2 separate regions of the Mus musculus genome follow, and region 1 is linked to region 2. Evidence: chromatin contacts called from public promoter capture Hi-C data. All regions are on one chromosome and are shown on one strand. The core of a region is the stretch at or near the end of the contact, and the rest is flanking DNA. Distances in the headings are between cores, read along the strand shown.

Region 1 (3,552 bases), core at 34-2,533, 220 kb after region 2:
ACAAGGCCACACCTCCAAATAATGCCACTCCCTGGACCAAGCATATATAAACCATCACATGCGGCTAGTGGATAGTTTTTGTTTGTTTTTATTTTGTTTTGTGTTCTCTCCTCAGACAGGGTTTCTCTGTGTAGCCCTAGCTATCCTAGAACTCAGTTTGTAGACCAGGCTGGCCTCAAGCTTGGAGATCTGCCTGCCTCTGCCTCCAGAGTCTTGGAATTAAAAGCGTGCGCCACCACTATCTGGCCTCCTAGTATAGGCAGCTTTATCTCAGCTGGTAAACAACGTCTGTCCTTTGCGCAGGAGTCGATGTGACCTTATCCCTTTTCTGCAGAAGCAACTCTGAGCAAACGCCTGGGTACAGAGCTGTTGGGATCTTGCTTTCTTGGTCTACCCAGCAAGAGACATCCTGAAATGTTCAGGGTATATAACAGGTTGCTCGCTCTCTCTCTCTCTCTCTCTCTCTCTCTCTCTCTCTCTCATGTTTTTATCTTTTTTAAAATTTATTTTGTTTTAAAAAATGTTTTCCTTTAAGTGTACCGCATGTATGCAATACCTATGCTGGCCAGAAGAGGGAACCAGACTCCCATGGAACTGGAGATATAGCTGGTTGTATGTGGTGTTGTAGGTGCTGGGGATGGAAACTGGGTCCTTTGCAAAATAAGCAAGAGCTCTTAACCACTGAGCCGTCTCTCCACCCCCTATATTGCTTTTTGTTTTGTTTGGGTTTTGGCTTTTCAATACAGGGTATCACTATGTATCCCCAGTTGTTCTAGAACTCTCTATGTAGACCAGGCTGGACTTGAACTCACAGAGATCTGCTTGCCTCTGCCTCCCAAGTACAGGGATTAAGGATATGCACCTCCATCCCTAGCTCTAGATTGTTTCCTTAACAATTTAATTACTTGTCCATTGTCTGTCTGTCCAACAAAGACACAGGAGCTCAGGGACTTTGTCACTCACTCTAAAAGTGGCGCATTGCAGTTGCTAATAAATACTTGTTGAATGAAAGAACTACTTTACATCCATCCATCCATTCATTCTCACTAGTCAATCATTCATAAATATCAGATTGAATGCCTGAGCTTGGGAATACAGATAGAAACACCAGACATTATGTCAGGCCTGCAATGGGAGGAGACAAGGGTGATGTCATTGTGCTTATCGTGGTATCTGAGAGAGCCAAGGTCACACCCCTTAACCAGTCCAAACGTCACTGTATACTAAGCTTGTCCCACGTAGAGAGAGAAGGAACTAAATAGCTTTCCGGAGCTGCTGTCCCCACACTTTGAGTCTAATGCACGGTGTCTCAAGAGGTTCCCTGAAGATCAGACATTATGTAGGTACTGTGAAGATAGAAATAGAGTAGGTGAGGGAGTGATGGATGGAGAGAAGCTGCTTTGAGCCAAGGGAGGCTTCTCTGGGAAGATACTGGGACCCATTTCTGCCTCTCCGAGGGAGGAACCAATGGACGATAAAAGCTTCACAGAGAGACTTGAGATGCAGAGACACACCCTCCCTCCCCGCAGTGATGGATGACAGATGCAGAGAGCCCCGGTGGTGAGCACCTTTGAGAGTGAGCACTGCTGAGTCTGGAGCACGTGGAGGGAGGGAGAGGGGAAGAGATGAGGGGGCCAAGTGATGTTCTTTTAGAGTCATAGGCCATGAAAAGACTTTGGACTTTGGTCTGGGCTTTCTAGCAGGTTCTAGACTGAGACCCAGTGGATCAACAGATGCCTTGGTTCTTTTAGAGTCATAGGCCATGAAAAGACTTTGGACTTTGGTCTGGGCTTTCTAGCAGGTTCTAGACTGAGACCCAGTGGATCAACAGATGCCTTGGCAAGCAGGCCTAGTGGGGGCATGGGGGGGCTCAGGTCTCAGGGGTATCATCAACTTCATGCAATCATCAGCAAAACAGCAGCTGAGGTGGAGAGTCATGAGGGAAGCAGCCAGGGAGCCACAGGGGAGGGTGACAGATAAACATGCATTCAATGTCCCCTGGGACCCCACATGCAGGACAGTTGGTGCTTGTCATTGGTGCCAGCGGTATAGAGGATGTATAGGTGCTATACTGTGAGGCAGGATCCGGACTGCAAGAGGCTAGGCTAGAATATATTAAAGGCATGTTTGTTGGGAAGCTGCTCTCAGGCAAGTTCACTGGCCCCAAAGACTGAGGCCAGGGAAGTCACCATGGGGAAAGCAGAGGGGCAGTGGGGAGGGAGAGAGAGGAGGAGTGCCAGAAATTCCAACGTACCCAGATTACATAGGAAAGAGCCTCTGCTGGTGGGAGGGTGGGGGGGAAGCAGCCCAGCTGCTAAGCTGGAAAGTTCAGGATTGGGGGCAAGGTATGCCAGATGGGGACTGAGGGATGCTGGGAGAATCTGGAGGCCAGGTCTGCTTTGATATGTAAAATATGCACCCAGTCCCTTGTCCTTGCAGAGCCAAACCTTGAGGCCTCAAGGTTCATCTTATGAATACTTTCAAAAGACTTCTGAGTCAACTTTTTTTCTTCCTTTTTTTTTTTTTTTTTTTTTTTTTTTTGAGACAGGGTTTCTTTATGTAGGTAGCCTTGGCTGCCTTGTAACTAGCTCTGTAGACCAGGCTAGCCTCGAACTCACAGAGACCCGCTTGCCTCTGCCTCCCATGCATTGGGATTAAATGTGTGCGTCACCACTACCCAGCTACCATTTTTGGCTTCTATGGTTGGGCAGTGGTGGCGCATGCCTTTAATCCCAGAACCTGGGAGGAAGAGGCAGGCGGATTTCTGAGTTCGAGGTCAGCTTGGTCTACAGAGTGAGTTCCAGGACAGCCAGGGCTACACAGAGAAACCCTGTCTCGAAAAACAAACAAACAAAAACCAAAACACAAAAAAGATTGGCTTCTATGAGGCTTTGGTGGGCTGTCTATGAAAGATGGGGAATTTGAGTGTTGTGGTCCAGAGATCTCACCTCTTAATAGAAGCCCCCTCTGGCTTTAACTATCGTTACACATTGAGGTCTCCATGAAGTTTTCCTATGACTAAAAGAATTAGCAGCTAAAATGATACCTACAGACTATTTATCATACATGTTACAGATTTTTTGAGACACCATTGACACACATGAAGCTACTATACACACTGGGCAAGCCTTTAATGTCAGCATTTGGCTCTGCAAGGACAAGGGACTGGGTGCATATTTTACATATCAAAGCAGACCTGGCCTCCAGATTCTCCCAGCATCCCTCAGTCCCCATCTGGCATACCTTGCCCCCAATCCTGAACTTTCCAGCTTAGCAGCTGGGCTGCTTCCCCCCCACCCTCCCACCAGCAGAGGCTCTTTCCTATGTAATCTGGGTACGTTGGAATTTCTGGCACTCCTCCTCTCTCTCCCTCCCCACTGCCCCTCTGCTTTCCCCATGGTGACTTCCCTGGCCTCAGTCTTTGGGGCCAGTGAACTTGCCTGAGAGCAGCTTCCCAACAAACATGCCTTTAATATATTCTAATCTGGCTTGAATTGGCTCAGTTCACCGGCGGAGAAAAAAAAAACCAATCACCCAGCTCTTGAGAGACAG
Region 2 (3,325 bases), core at 689-3,188:
TCAGAGACATCTAACATACAAGTACGCTTAACAGATGCTATGTATTGATAAGTTATATATATGTATGGGTGCCTATGTATGAAACAGGGGAACAGGCATTGGCTTCCTTAGAACTGGAATTATAGATGGTTGTGAGGCACCTGATGTGGATGCTGGGAATTGAACTCAGGACCTCTGGAAGAGCAGTAAGTGCTCTTAACCACTGCACCATCTCTCCAGCTGCCAGGTGTTAGTTATCGTCATTAAAATTATATTATCATTCAGCTAATAAGCTGGCTCTCTAGGTAAAGGTGCATGCTGCCAAGCCTGACGGCCTGAGTTCTCCTCCTGGGACCCCTGTAGTGGAGGGAAAGGGCCAACTTCTCAAGCTGCCCTCTGCCCTCCCACACCCGCGCTGTGGATGTGCACCCTCCCCCCAGATAAATAAGTGCTTTTGTTTTTCCAGACAGGGTTTCTCTGTGTAGCTCCGGGTGTCCTGGAACTTGCTCTGTAGAACAGGCTGGCCCTGAAATCAGACCTGCCTCTGCCTCCACCCAAGTGCTGGGATTAAAGGCGTAGACTACCATGCCTAGCTTTAATTGATTTTTTTAATAGCATGAGGTGAATAATAATAATAATAATAATAGATTTTTTTTTAAGATTTGTTTATTATATGTAAGTACACTGTAGCTGTCTTCAAACGCACCAGAAGAGGGCATCAGATTTCATTACAAATGGTTGTGAGCCACCATGTGGTTGCTGGGATTTGAACCCAGGATCTTCGGAAGAACAGTCAGTGCTCTTAACCCCCGAGCCATCTTGCCAGCCCTGTTAGATTTTATTTATTTATTTATTTATTTATTTATTAAAGACAGGGTCTTGCTGTGTATTCTAAGCTGGGTTTTCAGATGTCTACTATCATGCTTGACCACGTTTTACCTTTTCTCCACCTCTCCACTTGTTTGTTCTTATTACTGTTTGGGACAGAGTCTTGTGTGTAGACCTGCGTACCTGGTACTTGGTCATATTTGTTCCCCGTGCTGGCCTTGAATTCAGGGCGTCTTACTGTCTTAGTCCCTCACCTGCTGGGATTGGCCATGTGCCCCCATGCCCAGTGCTGAACTCTGTTTGCAGCCCATTCACTATTTGTGTTTTGACTAAGGTTATTGGACAGAGTAACGCAGACTGGAACTTGGATGCTGTGAAAACCTTTTACATAGGAAAGTACAGTCTGCTCGCTCATACTTGCTTTGTTTCTCTTTCCCTTTCCTCCCCCAGGTTAAAGTTTAAGCTCGGTGAAGACGTAGTACTCATGGTGGGCATTTATAACTTGGTCCAGAAAGCTAACAAGCCTTTTCCAGTGAGACTCTATCGGGAAACAAATGAACCAGTGAAAACCAAGACAAGGACTTTTAATGTAAACACCGGCAGTCTACTCCTGCCTAGTGACACCAAGCGGTCTCTGGTAGGTGGCTAACCTTTCCTACCGAATCTTGTTTAAGAACTGACAGAGAGGTGGGGCTGTAGAGGTGGCTCAGCAGTTAAGAGAACATATCCTGTCCATGCATCGTACCCAGGTTCTGGTCCCAGCATCCACATGGTGGCTCACAGCCAACCATACTTTGGTTTCAGGAGACTAGACCCCTTCTGACCTCTGCATGCATGAGGCATGCACGAGGCGTGCACATGCTGCACATACATACATGCAGATAAATAAATCTTTAAACAACAGGAGCTGGACATGATGGCACATGACTTTAATCTCAGAACTCAGGAGACAAAAGCAGGCAGATCTCTGGGGACAGTCTGGGTTACAAGAGTTCGTTCCAGGACAGACAGGACTGTGTAGAGACCATGTCTGGGCGAAAGAAAACCAGACAGACACACTGAGCAAGCTAGCCAGTGAAGTAAGTCACTGTAAACTGCGTCTTTCTGGATAAACGGTCAGGACAGGAAGCAGCTGGCCTTGCAGCTATGGCATATGTCAAGGAACAGGCCAGGTGTTGGTGGCTTGCTTAGCACACACTACTGTAACCGTTTAAGTAGAGCGACAACAAGAGCTTTGTGGTTACCCCAGGTGGTGAGGAGTTAGAGTTTATACATGCAGTGGGCTATTCGTTTGTGAGAAATTCTCCTTGCTGAACTAGTCAGATTTTTTTCCCCTTCCTTTGAAATGACCACATCTGTTTTTCTGAGCATGAGAAGAAGGTACAGTACATTCTCTCTCTCTCTCTCTCCCTCTCCGTCTCCCTCTCCCTCTCTCTCTCTCGTCCTCTCTCTGCTGTACATTCTTTACCAGGATGTGATATTGAAAAGCAAGCATGACCTTTTGTTATTTTGAGATGGGTTCTCACTCTGTAGACCAGACTGGCCTTGGATTCAGAGATCCACTTGCCTGTCTCCCTACTGCTATGATTAAACGCATGCCCCACCATGCCTGGCTGAACACATCCTTTTTAATTACGTAAAATGTGGGAGAGGATCACATTTTTATATACGTTCAGGACCCAACTGAATAAAAGAAATATTTTTATTCAATCTATGAGGGTTTTTTTTTTTTTTGTCTTTCTGTTTGAGTATAAATTTCATACCAGATGGTTTCTCCTGCTGCTTGAAGGATATGAGGTATAAGGCATGTTCTTCTATTTGTAAGGGACTAGATTGTCAGATGGACTTATGGGGCAGCCACTCTCTGACCACTGAGTTTCTTTATTAACCCACTCGCCTGAATAAATCTGAAGGGCCTTTTGTTGTTGTTATAAACTCAAATTTGACTCTGCCACTATGTGTGCTATCCACTTGCCTGTAGAGGCCAGAGGAGGACATTGTGTCTGCTCTGTTCCCCTCCTCCTCGGTTCTTTGAGACAGGACCTCTCACGGAACCAAAGCTTATGGTTTTCTTAGCCAGATTGGCTGGCCAGCAAGCCTCGCGATCCTTCTGTGTCCTCTCAAACCAACATCGGAATTGTGGGCACATCGAGTGGTACATGGCTGCCAGGGATCTAAACACATCCTCACAGTTGGGTAGCAAGTGCGTTTCCCACTCTGCCTTCTCCCTGCCCCCCCCCCCCCCCCCCCCCAGAGCTAATTCTAAGTTGCTGATGTTTGGTGGCCGCAGATTCATCTCCACACAGCCCTTTTGTGGCCCTTACTATGCCGGCCCGTTCTCCTTTAGACTTATGGGACACGTCAGATTGTGCTGGAGAAAGAGGAGACAGAGGAGCTGAAGCGGTTTGATGAGCCAGGTTTGATCCTCATGGGCTTTAAGCCCACGGTGATGCTGAAGAAGCAGCACTACCTGAGGCCCTCTCTGTTCGTGTACCCGGAGGAGTCCCTGGTCAGTGGT

What was found. Promoter capture Hi-C pulls out the DNA fragments that hold promoters and counts their contacts.
Region 1: a contact with region 2 is called in a promoter capture Hi-C map of pre-B cells. The contact joins the promoter of 1500009C09Rik here to the enhancer-like site in region 2. A contact is called at or near these places in 11 of 39 promoter capture datasets (the C10 cell line, the HPC-7 cell line, cranial neural crest and 7 more), 1 of 15 datasets of contacts at CTCF or cohesin (the NIH/3T3 cell line), 7 of 484 Hi-C or Micro-C datasets (B cells, the G1E-ER4 cell line, cortical neurons and 4 more), 28 of 115 datasets of contacts at active chromatin or transcription factors (the 230-238 cell line, the SCID.adh cell line, T-cell acute lymphoblastic leukemia and 18 more) and 3 of 9 other capture datasets (adipose tissue, liver and pancreatic islet).

What each region holds. Positions count from the first base shown.
Region 1 is chr15:82,251,189-82,254,740 of GRCm38.p6, forward strand. It overlaps 1500009C09Rik (RIKEN cDNA 1500009C09 gene), which reads left to right and starts at 1,284. Exons shown (of 2, transcript NR_037697.2): 1 at 1,284-1,560.
Region 2 is chr15:82,025,968-82,029,292 of GRCm38.p6, forward strand. It overlaps Xrcc6 (X-ray repair complementing defective repair in Chinese hamster cells 6), which reads left to right. Exons shown (of 13, transcript NM_010247.2): 7 at 1,258-1,444; 8 at 3,155-3,323. Among named protein-coding and RNA genes, the nearest start is that of Xrcc6, 11 kb to the left of the region's middle. Within about 2 kb of position 1,939, at least 36 of the 459 cell types and tissues checked have an H3K27ac peak or open chromatin away from gene starts, as enhancers often do. A contact at or near this core is called in the 230-238 cell line, the SCID.adh cell line, T-cell acute lymphoblastic leukemia and 2 more, where this site is marked.